Linked DNA regions of Rattus norvegicus: regions 1, 2 and 4 are each linked to region 3. Evidence: chromatin contacts called from public Hi-C data. All regions are on one chromosome and are shown on one strand. The core of a region is the stretch at or near the end of the contact, and the rest is flanking DNA. Distances in the headings are between cores, read along the strand shown. Region 1 has its middle 150 kb from the start of Snx18. Region 2 overlaps LOC134485842 (a long non-coding RNA gene). Region 3 holds the start of Snx18 (sorting nexin 18). Region 4 has its middle 140 kb from the start of Snx18.

The links. A called contact is a pair of places that touch in the nucleus more often than the background predicts.
Region 1: a contact with region 3 is called in a Hi-C map of the A7r5 cell line, with 3 times the contacts expected there. The contact joins the enhancer-like site here to the promoter of Snx18 in region 3. A contact is called at or near these places in 3 of 12 Hi-C or Micro-C datasets (the A7r5 cell line, Schwann cells and mammary epithelial cells) and 1 of 1 datasets of contacts at active chromatin or transcription factors (oligodendrocytes).
Region 2: a Hi-C map of the Rat2 cell line shows a contact between it and region 3, with 2.5 times the contacts expected there. The contact joins the enhancer-like site here to the promoter of Snx18 in region 3. A contact is called at or near these places in 8 of 12 Hi-C or Micro-C datasets (the Rat2 cell line, Schwann cells, frontal cortex and 4 more).
Region 4: a contact with region 3 is called in a Hi-C map of prefrontal cortex, with 4 times the contacts expected there. The contact joins the enhancer-like site here to the promoter of Snx18 in region 3. A contact is called at or near these places in 3 of 12 Hi-C or Micro-C datasets (Schwann cells, frontal cortex and prefrontal cortex).

Annotation. Positions count from the first base shown.
Region 1 is chr2:46,835,443-46,838,500 of GRCr8, reverse strand. It overlaps the pseudogene Rpl32-ps16. Among named protein-coding and RNA genes, the nearest start is that of Snx18, 150 kb to the left of the region's middle. Within about 2 kb of position 1,805, at least 6 of the 93 cell types and tissues checked have an H3K27ac peak or open chromatin away from gene starts, as enhancers often do. A contact at or near this core is called in the A7r5 cell line, where this site is marked.
Region 2 is chr2:46,807,271-46,810,341 of GRCr8, reverse strand. It overlaps LOC134485842 (a long non-coding RNA gene), which reads right to left. Exons shown (of 2, transcript XR_010064095.1): 2 at 1-3,071. Among named protein-coding and RNA genes, the nearest start is that of Cspg4b, 140 kb to the right of the region's middle. Within about 2 kb of position 1,766, at least 2 of the 93 cell types and tissues checked have an H3K27ac peak or open chromatin away from gene starts, as enhancers often do.
Region 3 is chr2:46,989,639-46,992,849 of GRCr8, reverse strand. Snx18 (sorting nexin 18) reads left to right here and starts at 1,334. Exons shown (of 2, transcript NM_001107652.1): 1 at 1,334-3,093. The coding sequence starts at 1,500.
Region 4 is chr2:46,853,615-46,856,396 of GRCr8, reverse strand. No RefSeq gene overlaps it. Among named protein-coding and RNA genes, the nearest start is that of Snx18, 140 kb to the left of the region's middle. Within about 2 kb of position 1,411, at least 3 of the 93 cell types and tissues checked have an H3K27ac peak or open chromatin away from gene starts, as enhancers often do. A contact at or near this core is called in prefrontal cortex, where this site is marked.

The sequences.
Region 1 (3,058 bases), core at 556-3,055, 150 kb after region 3:
GTCTTCCGGACCTGGCAGGACTAAGGGATAAACTCACGAACTCACAAAAACTGCTGTTGTCTGCCTAAGATTGAGCCAGTCAACACTCTGGAATGTAGAGGGTTTCACAAGCCTCCACCATCTCTAATTGAGGATTCACCAACTGTTGAGAGCTTCCTAGGGAGAGGAAGACTCCGTTTCCTTTAGGATTGTGGTCCTTGGTGGGTTGATGGTGCCACAGCCATGAGTTCATGGGCAGCATATGTTGGACTTCATGGGTTATTGAAGTTGGGTGTGGTCTAGAGGAGACTGGATGATGAGAGGTGGCTCTGTGAGAAGCTAGAGGAAAGGTGGATATGGTCAAAAGACGTTATATGAAGTTCTCAAATAGTTAATAAAGATGTTATGTTAACAAAACCCTTAAAATCAGCATGACACAAAGTTAATATCAAATAAGAAAATTGTCAAAGGATTGTAAACCAGAAGCAGACCCGGAAGGAAATAAGAATGTGAAATAAATAAGAGTAATGCAAATTAAAACAACTATGAGATCCTGGGTTACCATATTTCTAACTCTTGGGGCTTTTAGACTTTTTCATTGGTTACTTTGGAGAATGAAGATGTTGGTGTAGAGGTTGGTTAATTTTGTAGAAGACATTTGGAGAAAACTTCATGTAAATATATGCCTACTTTCAAACTTTTCAATTTTATCCAGTTTATCCCTTGAAGATTCTCATACACATCAAAGGATAGATTTCGGAAACAGCTCACACTCAAAACTGAAAAACTGGGATTGACTTAAATGAAGAATATTGAAGTAAACCATGGTATGTTCCTACGATGCGAGCTTCTACAGCAGTTACAGTCAAGGAAAACCGAGCTACATAGATTTAATATTTTTAGGTATAAATCTCAAGAAGATGTCACTGTTTTTGATACATGTGTTCAGGACAAGTTTCTTTGGAAAGATGAGCATCAAATTCAAGATAAAGAAGCCTCCATAGGGAGATGTGGTGAGTCATAGGAGGCTTCAGTAATGCTGGAGAGATGGCTCAGTGGTTAAGAGCACCAACTGCTCTTCCAGAGGTCCTGAGTTCAATTCCCAGCAACCACATGGTGGCTCACAACCATCTGTAATGGGATCTGATGCCCTCTTCTGGTGTATCTGAAGGCAGCTATAGTGTGTTCACATAAAATAAATAGATCTTTAAAAAGAAAAGGAGACTTCAATGGTGTACTTCTTTGTTTTTTGACATTTTGTCATACCATATAATGTCCTTATTTTTTCTGAAGCAGTCTATATGGTATATATGTGAATATAGTGTTATTTTGTATATTTCCTTGTTTCTTGAGGTAGTTCATGAAAATAAGAGCTAGGAACACCTCTAGAGGCAATGTGCAGGCTATCTGTGGGGAAAAGGACACCACTGTGCTCCTGGTTAAGAAGTGGCAGTGGCATAGTGAGTGAATGCTGTGAGGTCTTAAATCAAGCAGAGGACTGATCATGGAGCAGAGACATCTTTACCATTGACTTAATGAAAAGAAGATTCATTCACTATGAGTAATGGGTGTGGGGGGGTCAAAGGTCACCTAAGAGAGTTCCAACTTGAAAGGCTCGGAAGTGGCTGATGTTTGAAGAATGTGGGGGTGGGGGAGATGGCTGAGTGTGAGAATGAGGTACTAGTTAGGTTGGAAGTCTCTGAGAGACACTCAGACTCAGTGCACTTCTGGTGGGAATGGAGGTGTGGCCTTAGAAGGCTGCTTCTGGGCTTTCACTTCAGTTGTTGGCCTCTTTCGTCTGTCCATGTACCCACATCCCAGCTCACCACACATTACTCAGAGCTTCCTCAGACTGCCAAGCTTCTGCTTGTTGTGGTTTGATGGGCATATCAAGTCCGTGTGATTTGTCATGACAATCTTGGCTCACCATTCTGATGTCTCATAGTTGGTCTCCTTTTTCTCTCTCTTGGTCCTGGTTTCTTGCTGATACCGCCTAGATCCATGAGGAATTAGAAGGAAAGGAAACTTGGCACAGAACAAGACAGACAAGCACGTAAGCTTTCATGGATGTGTGTGAGTACAAACAGAAAGTAACGTATTGGCTATATTTGGATGAATAGTAAAAGTATCACCCCATCCATGTGAGCGTGGACATGGAACACTGATTCTATAACACAAACCAGGAGAAAATAATTTATCACTCATGGGAAATAAGGAAACTCAGAGGACTTGAAAGCCTACAACAGAACCCTCACTGCCCAGCTACTCAGTCAGGTTTGCAGAGGCTGCCTTAGAAACCACTGAGCTGACGATCCTATAAGAAATTGCCAGAGGAGGAGAGGGAGGATCACAGAAGAGCTGCCATTTAAGTCAGTGCTCCCAGGGAAGTGATGTTCCCAAAGCAGAGAGAACCACTGGTCAGAGCAACATGAGGCAAATGAGGAGAAACTGTGTGACCCTAAAACTGAAGGAGGATCCAGTTCAAGGAGAAAATAGACCCTCATGAGAATGCCCAACCAATAAAACTAATGGGAGCTTGGAAGGGAAAAAAAACTCACGATGAGGAGGGTTAGCCAAGGTTACAGCTTTGGGAGGAGATCAAGTTCAGTGAACCTGGATGAGACCAGAAGAGAAATATTGGACAGTAAAGAAAAGATAATAAAACTAATGGTCAGAAAGGAATGGAGAAGGTTGACTCAGTCCCTCCTGACCCTAAAACACCATTAAGGGAAAGGACCTGGATAATACTAGATAATTATAGTTATTATGTTTTAAGTTTGCCTGTTTCAAACAATGTGTAGTTAAGGATGATCCTGACTTCTCAATCCTCCTCTTCTGCCTCCCAGTGCTGGGATCACAGGTACGTACCATCCTGTTTTATGTGGTGCTGGCCATGAGCGTGCCGGACAAGCACCCCTACTGCACTGTGTCCTCATGCCTGCTATGGTTGTCTCAAGATGGAAATAGAATAGTACATAAGCCTTCTTCAGCTCTGTCTTTAAGCAAATTCACACAGTTCAGGAGCCTCCCATGACCTTCTCAAGTGATAGTCCATCAGCACTGCTTTGCAACAGGGAAC
Region 2 (3,071 bases), core at 517-3,016, 180 kb after region 3:
CTTCATGCCCAAAGGCATAAAGAATTCCATATAGACTGAGATGTTAGGATCTCCCACACCCCTTGGGGCACCTTCTCCATGAGCTGGGTGGGTTGGAGGTGCTTTGGGAATCGTGGTTCTAGGAAAGGAAAAGTCAGCTCTGCAGCCAGCCTGGTTTCCTCCTGCATCTACTATCGAACTGCCCAGTTAGTTGCCTTCTAAGCTCGAGTTGGCCCATTGCAGAGAAATGAAGACAATGTTCTGATAGGCAGTGAGAGTCAGCACAATGCACTAGGGTGAGGGGCAACAGGAGGCTCCCCTTCCTTCCTCGGGCAGCCTACAGGAAGAACCTCGGTGTAAGATTCTTGTTTGGCATTTCCTCAATGAAGGACACTCCTTGTCCCTCCATCCTTAGGAATCAGGGTCCTGGTTGTCTACAGGCTCCAGAACAGTGTCCAAGCTCCTTATGGGCCACTGGGACATCCTTTTCCCTGAGAGTTTAGGCTCTTGAGTTTAGAGGTCCCAGGAGACAGGTAGTAAGGAAAGCTAGAAAATGTTGGCCATCGTCCAGGCTCAGTCCCTTTTTCCAAATGTGAACATCAAGACCAAGAAGGGTAAAGTGTCTTTTCTGGGGTCAAAAGTCTTCCTTTGTCAAGATCCAAGCAAAAGCTCAGTGTACAACCAAACTGACCGTGACAGACTGACTGCCTATCTGGCTTGTCTTCTTAAGGCAGGACGAAGGGTTCACCACACAAAGTGTTGAAGGACAGAGTGAGATACACTGTATGAACATATTTTAATATTCTTATATATTTTCATACATGATATGTATTTTGAATTTTGAAAAGTTCTTATGAAAATCAGACAGGGGAAGCTTCATTCTATTTCAGCTCGTTTCCTTTCCCCGTCTCCTCTGTGCATGCTAAGTTAATGAGCTCATAAATTGGATGTAGCATGCATTTTGAATTTCTATAAAATCCTTCGAAGTTTATACTGGATGGAACAGTGCAGTATTTTTAATTCCTATGACATGCTGAAAGGGAAGGAAAAACAGGAGACATATGCCCCTAAGTAGTTTAAGATAGTGTGGTCTTAACAGTTGAGATAAAATGTATTGACAGTCTGCTATATATTATACAGAGCACTACACGGCATCTTGGAGAGTCAGACACAAGCATGGTAAATCTGCAGAGAGGAGAGTTCATGCCTGTGAATACTTAGAATCTTGTGCATGTAGCCCCAGTCCACACACAAATTATACTGCACACAGAAAATATTGATACGACAAAGGACTTCAAAGTATGTCACCTTGGCGTGAGAGAGTGGTGTGGTGGGAGGAGAGGGAGGTGAGATGTGGGAGAGCGGGAGTGTAGGAAGAGCCCCATGAGAAAACAAATGGCCAATGGCCGAGGCCAGGAGACCTGTAGCTACCCTGAAATCCCTCCACCCCACTCCCCTCTCTCTTTCTCTCAAGCAGTGGTAGAGTCCCTGCCGAGGAGTAAAGAAAGAGTTAATATTGTGCAAGGCCAGTGTTCAGAGAAAAAGCAGGCGAGGGGGCCGGGCGTCTGACCTAATTCTTTTCCACTTTAAAACCTCTATCTTTACGTCCCTAAGTGGCTTTCCACATCCCTGGCTCCTTAGTGATAATGACGAGTGTCAAGATGAAATAAGGCTGGAGAATGCTCTGAGTGCCGTTTTGTGTTTTCACCGGGAACCTAAATATGCCCACAAATCAAACAGTTCAGAATAACGGGAGTGACGAAGGCATGGCTCACCCCTCCCTCGCTTAACCTCCTAAAAGATTGCTGTTCTGCAGTTACCTTTTTTTGTGGGCAACTTTTCTTTAAAAAATTCTCCCCCATTTTCTCCCTAGCCATTATTATTTTTTTTAATCAATTTTAGTGCTGACTGTTACCCCTCCTCATTAACTTACTTGAGCTCCTTATTATTTCCTGACCATCTCTGACTGACAGATTCCTAATGTATGGCCTCACTGGCACTTTTCCAGTTTCCTCCTTAACTCCTGTCTTGTGAAACACATATAAACGGTTAAAGTGTTATACATGCACTATGTGTTAACACACATTATATGTGTGTGAGATGTATAAAATCCACGTGGGCATGCTTCACAGGAAACATCACGCAGGGCCCCATTGCTCACATCCTGCACTGGAACTTGGCCCCCAAAGCTGGTTCAGCAATTGTCCTCTGACAGCAGATTCTATTTAAAGCAGCTGGGGCTGTATCCTGAGGGTGGGATCTCTCGGGCCCTTCTGCTTGCTTGCCAGCCAGATAATGTACATGGCAAGGTTTTCAAAACTTGGAAACATGTGCTGTGGCAGGGGGTGGGGGCAGTCCTCGACACCGTGAGAGGCGTGTGCTCAGGCTTTTACTGCACAGGTACAGAAAATAAAATGTGAGCAAGACAGTGGGGCCCAGGATGCAAGGAGAGAGGGAGAGAAGGAGAGAAAGGGGACAGAGAGAAAAGGAAAGACAGGGGAGAGGAGAGGGAAAAGAGGAAAAAGAAGAGAGAATAGGGGAAGGGAGGGGAGGGGAAGACAGAGGAGAGAGAAAAGGAAGGAAGGAAGGGAATGAGGGGAATCATACTATGCTTAGCCTAATATCTTAGAGTCTAGAAGAGAATTCATCAAATACTTACTTAGCAAGGTATAAAATTATTACTAGGCTCAAAGTCCCATTATACCAAACAGTTGGGGATGGGAATTCCACCGGTGTAACTGAGAACCGGAAGATGGGTAGGTGCTCACCTTGTCGACACAAGTGGTGGGTAAGGAGCCTTGAAAAATCACCTGAGATGGCTCTCCCACCACACTCCGATGGCCTGAAAGGCGATGACTGTACCACACTGCATTCTTCCTTCGGTCTACTCTCTAGTATGTGCTCAGACAGGAAACTTTCTCCATCACATGCTGAATGGATGGTATTGCTCAGGAAACATTATATAATGGGCCTTCACTGACTCATAGAATAATCCAGATGTGCAGAGATGATAATCTCTTTGCACGAGACTTCCCTTGCTTAGCAGCTGGGCTGCATGGAAGAGGCTCCCCCAAGGCACAGCACCCTTAAAC
Region 3 (3,211 bases), core at 85-2,584:
AGAAGCAGCTCATGAGTTAAGGTTTTGCGTTAGGATGCAGTGTGGTGTACCTTGGTTAGTGGCTTTGAACAGGATGCTTTGATAACCACAGTGCTTAGGATAGTGCAATGAAATATTCTTCTGGTCTGATTGCCAGATTGTCATAGAAGGGGTCAGAGAGCAGGATGAAATTGATGACACGTGACCATAGAACTGCAGTTAGAGGTATCTTCAAAGGATTAGGCTAGACTCAGTAAGGAGAGCACGGGAAAACAAGCATTGGGCAAATTACATATTGAAGGAAAATATACGGAAACAAGGCAAGCCCAGGATGCTGGTGTTGGTTAAACTCTCAGTTTTGATCTACTTAACACAAATTTATTGAAATAGTGAGGCCTCCTCAATGACCGAGGAGAAGTGTAAAGTTGTGAGCATGGGGGCTGTCCCTGTGGTGTACCACACCTATAACTGCAGTTCTAAGGACCCTTGTTTCTCTTTAGGAGAGAGGCCAGAGATTGTGTCTCCCCAAGTAACAGCAATGGCAAACAACTGAACGGTGCTTACTCAGTACAGTAGCGTTTTACTTCCTTCGCCTGTAAGATAAGAATGACATTATCACAGAATCCACAAACTTTGGGATGGAAGGACAGTGCAAATGACTCGCTCAAGGACATACAGCCTATCAGTGCCAGAACACAGCCTGGCTCCCTGAAACTGGAGCTCTCATTTGTAACTCCTCAGCTCCTTTCTCCCCGCACCACCCTTGCCTCTGGTCAAACAAGGTTCTTCCCGAACTCTAACTTTGTTCCGGTCAGTCTCCACTCCTTGTCAACAAGATCAGAGAGTACAGGAAGGAAAGGAGCCGTACCTTCAGTGACAAGATGGGTATCTTGTGAGTTACTACATATTAACCCTAGCAAAGGCGTACTTATCAGTGCAACAGCTAATCTTCTTTGTGAAAGCCTTTATTACACGTAGGGGTTAAGGTCATTTTAGGAGCATTTACTCTGAGCAGTCAGAGAAGGAACAGCGGGCTATTGTAGATACAAATACACTTTCGTAAAACACAAAAAACAAACAAACAAAAACCCCCACCCCCCATTTTATGACGTAAAGATCTAAACAATTTCAGATAATTTACTTCTGGAAATCCTCCCACCCACCACGTGGTCACTCAAGTTCGCTCCTTTTCCATAGCCGCCACAAGGGGGCAGTTGCGGCCGCACAGTCGGCGCACACACGGCTGCTCGGCCATCCCTTGCTCTTGTCTGGCACGCGGATCTCGGCAATGGATTAGCTCCTCTGGGGACGTGGGAGGCCCGGGCCCCGCCCCCGGCCGGCGGTGGCCCCAAGCTGCAGTCGCTGCGGTGAGCAGAGCGGATCTGCACGGAGGCTACGAGCGGAACGGGGAGCAGACCGTGCGTTGCCCTCAAGGCTCGCTCCCTTCGGCGCTCAGGGGCGCGGGTACTGACCGCGGGGCCCTCGGACCGGCCCGGGCTCGGGGCGCCAGGCTCGAGACCATGGCGCTACGCGCCCGGGCGCTCTACGACTTTAGGTCCGAGAACCCCGGTGAGATCTCCCTGCGGGAGCACGAGGTGTTGAGCTTGTGCAGCGAGCAGGACATCGAGGGCTGGCTTGAAGGGATCAACAGCCGCGGCGACCGCGGCCTCTTCCCGGCTTCGTACGTGCAGGTTATCCGTGCGCCGGAGCCTGGCCCTCCGGCCGACGGCGGCCCAGGAGCTCCGGCCCGCTACGCCAACGTGCCGCCCGGCGGCTTCGAGCCTCTGCCAGCCGCGCCGCCCGCTGCCTTCCAGCCGCTGCTGCAGCCGCAGGCGTCGCCCGGTTCCTTCCAGTCGCCGGGCGCCGGCTTTACCTACGGCGGGGGCGCCCCGCAGCCGTCGCCCCAGCAGCTCTACGGTGCTTACCAGGCCAGCCTAGGCAGCGACGATGACTGGGACGACGAGTGGGACGACAGCTCCACAGTGGCAGACGAGCCAGGCGCGTTGGGCAGCGGTGCGTACCCGGACCTCGACGGTTCGTCCTCAGCGGGCGGCGGCGCGGCCGGCCGCTACCGCTTGTCCACACGCTCGGACCTGTCGCTGGGCTCCCGTGGCGTCTCAGCGCCCCCGCCGCATCAAGCGTCTGGAGCCAAGAGCTCCGCCACGGTGAGCCGCAACCTCAATCGGTTCTCCACCTTCGTCAAGTCGGGCGGGGAGGCGTTCGTGCTGGGAGAGGCGTCAGGCTTCGTGAAGGATGGGGACAAGCTGTGCGTGGTGCTGGGTCCCTACGGCCCCGAGTGGCAGGAGAACCCCTACCCCTTCCAGTGCACCATCGACGATCCCACCAAGCAGACCAAGTTCAAGGGTATGAAGAGCTACATCTCTTACAAGCTGGTGCCCACGCATACCCAGGTGCCCGTGCACAGGCGCTATAAGCACTTCGACTGGCTGTATGCGCGCCTGGCGGAGAAATTCCCGGTCATCTCGGTGCCCCATCTGCCCGAGAAGCAGGCCACCGGGCGCTTCGAGGAGGACTTCATCTCCAAGCGCAGGAAGGGTCTGATCTGGTGGATGAACCACATGGCCAGTCACCCAGTGCTGGCCCAGTGCGACGTCTTCCAGCATTTCCTGACCTGCCCCAGCAGCACTGATGAGAAGGCCTGGAAACAGGGTAAGCGGAAGGCTGAGAAGGATGAGATGGTGGGCGCCAACTTCTTCCTCACTCTGAGCACACCACCTGCGGCCGCCCTGGACCTGCAGGAGGTGGAAAGCAAGATCGATGGCTTCAAATGCTTCACCAAGAAGATGGATGACAGCGCGTTGCAGCTCAACCACACTGCCAACGAGTTTGCGCGCAAGCAGGTGACTGGCTTCAAGAAGGAGTATCAGAAGGTGGGCCAGTCCTTTCGGGGCCTCAGCCAAGCCTTTGAGCTGGATCAGCAGGCCTTCTCCGTGGGTCTGAATCAGGCCATTGCCTTCACCGGAGACGCCTATGATGCCATCGGTGAACTCTTCGCTGAGCAGCCCAGGCAGGACCTGGACCCAGTCATGGACCTGTTAGCACTGTATCAGGGGCACCTGGCCAACTTCCCAGACATCATCCATGTTCAGAAAGGTAAAGCCTGTGGGGCAGGTGGCACGGGGTCAGAAGGTGGTGACTTTAATAGGCGTACCACTCTCTGGTTTCAGGCTCCTGGTCGTTCTCCCTGTCTGGGGACCCTTAGGGTTGTGAC
Region 4 (2,782 bases), core at 162-2,661, 140 kb after region 3:
TCTCTTCTTGACTCACGGACATTAGCAGTGAAAGAGCTGGGCTTCCAGAGGAATCTTCAGTATGAATACCCATGGCCAGCAGCAGTATCTATCTGGTTTCATGGCTCCTAGCCATGAAGCTAAGCAGAGGAGCTAACCAGAACCTGCTAAGTTCGCACAGCTGAAGTGATTGGAAAAGACTCCCAGAGATAACTCAACATTTCTAATAACTCAGTTAAGAAAATAAAAAGTAGCTTTGATTCTCCCATTTGCAAATCAGCGTCTTGACAATAAACCCTTGGTTAAAGGACTGTTGTGTATGGGAGCCTTGGTGCAGCATGTGACCCTGGATTTCAAGTTAAAGGGGTGTTTAAAGGCCTTCGCAGCTTCTTGGGATGGGAGATTTGAGAGTAGATAAAAGAATTATGTCTTCAAACCAGAGAAGATAGAGAACAAGTTTATTTAGGGCACCCCAAAGAGAGCAGCAGGCATGGCAATAAAAGAAAGACATGCCTGTGTATGGTATGAGGGTAGAGTATCACTGGTCTAGGGCGAGCCACTTCCCTTGCAGTAGCTCAGCACATAATTCCCACCATATTACTGATCGGTGATGTTCACTCTTGAGCGGTTAGGGTGAGCCATAAGGCATTCAGTTTCCCAGGCATGTGATTCCCACCATGCAAATGAGCTTTGTCGTCGCTGTTCTTGCTATCATGAGGTTCTGCTGTTTCACTGTTTGGGTGAAATGGAGCTTGTAGCATTCCTGTTTTAAGGGTGATTATGAGACCAGACTGGCTTTGGTGACCTGTTCCCTTGCTGGCCTCTCAGTCATGACCTTCCTTCCACATTTCCACATCCATGATGAGATCACAATGATGAGGCGGTACAAGTAGTTTGGACAGATGAGGACCTTTCATCCTTTACAATAAGACTATGGTGGAAGGTGGACCTCTGATTCTCATTCTGCTTTTGTTGAGTACTTATATACTTGTAGTCACCTCCCCTAAGAGTCGCAAAAAAAAAAAAAAAAAAAAAAGTCTGAGGAGAAAAAGGACATGACATGTGTAGGATGAATTTCTTGTTGTTTCCCCTGGATTTGCCTGTTCTGACCCTTGCCTCACTCACACCCCGCCCACTGCACATGGGACTTTGCTGGGCTAGAAATTTGAGTCAGGAGGAAGTGCTCTGGCCTTGGCCTCTTGCTTTCCCAGCATCAAAGGCCACCATGTGAGCTGGAAAGGAAGCTCTGTGTGCATTATGTTGAGTTAGCAATGGGCTTTCTGAGAACAGCAAGGAAATCTGGGGTTGGTAGCAGCAAGAACTAAGTTTCAGGCATGACTGTGCAATTTCTGAGACTCTTAGCAAGTCCTTGCTCAATAGAATAGCAGATTCCAAACAGCAAAATAAAGCTAAGATTTGCCGCCACCTACATATCCACACCGTTGGCTACAAGAGGTAGATAGCCATTTTCCTGCTGTCAGGGTTTTGTCTCCTAGCACTAACAGCTATGAGGGAAATTGTAGCCTAAATCCTTTCTTCAATATAGAATTGCAACACCATCCTTTCTCCAGAGAGTACCTCATTTCCAAAAAGTTCATCATTCCTGTGTTGGGTATCCCATTTAGGAAAAAGATGAGAGTTACATTCACTTGGGGCCCCCATTCATGGGAGTCACAAAGGAATGATCCCCTGATGGGATGCCAAAAAGAACCATATACTCTTACACTCTGCTACTTGTCAATTATTCTATCAATGAATTCACTCATTCATTTATCTATTCAGTAAATATTTATGTTGAGTTCATTCACCCATTAAATAAATTATAATGTAACAATACCTGAGTTGGGAATATAAGGGTAAATTCTGTGGCTAAACCCATCCTTGTTTACATTTGGAAGAGACTGAGATAGTAAGAAAGCCCTTAAAATTATGGTCATTATATTCCCTTTGATAGAGAAGCCATGGAGTGATGTAAGCTTGCACAAGATGTAGACGTGGATCTGTCTACTTTTCAAGGAAGTGATGTATAAGGAAAAGTAGTAGGGGTCATCGGGTGACAAAAGTTGGGAGGGCAGGATGTACCGAGAGTTGTCAAGACAATGGTCAGTCTGCGTAAGGCAGAAGGTGAGAGAGGTCGTGCGAATTGCAACAGAGATTGTAGAAGGCTGGGGTGTAGCAAGGGGAAGCATGAATAAAGCAGTGATGATCTGGTATTTCTGTGGACTCTTAAGCAAGGGAGTATTACAAAAGTGTTTAGGAGAATGGTTACTCTGTTTTCTATGTTCAGCACATACTGGAAGTGACAGAGACCAGCAGTAGGGAGACAAGTGAGGGGATATGGAAAGATAAGACATGGAAGGCTGTCCATGAAAACAGAGGGAAGACTGGCAGAGCCCAGTGTCTTTGAGATTGGCCAGAGATTGCACCAGGAGAAACCTGGGAACACTGGACAGCACCAGATTTGTAGGAGCAGCCCTCTGCTGAACAGTACTCACTGGGACTCATTTATCACAGTGGTTTTCGAGCTGTTCCAGTCTCAGGCTTCCCTGGAGGTGCGTTAAGGAATCCATTCAACCAGAGTGTCTCCATATTGACCCGTCGGACAAAGGCTGGAAAGTGTCTATTCTTCTTCTTCACAGTGGACTCATTCTATCCGAATTCCATTTGCCCCCCAGCAATTATTAAATTTAGATGTGGGTATGTCTAGACCACCAACTCTTGACTCCACCTATGCCTCCATGCTCCTAAGATCTCAAGTCCCCCCAAAAGGTGGTTCTTTTTTTTTTTTGGTGGCTTTTTTTTT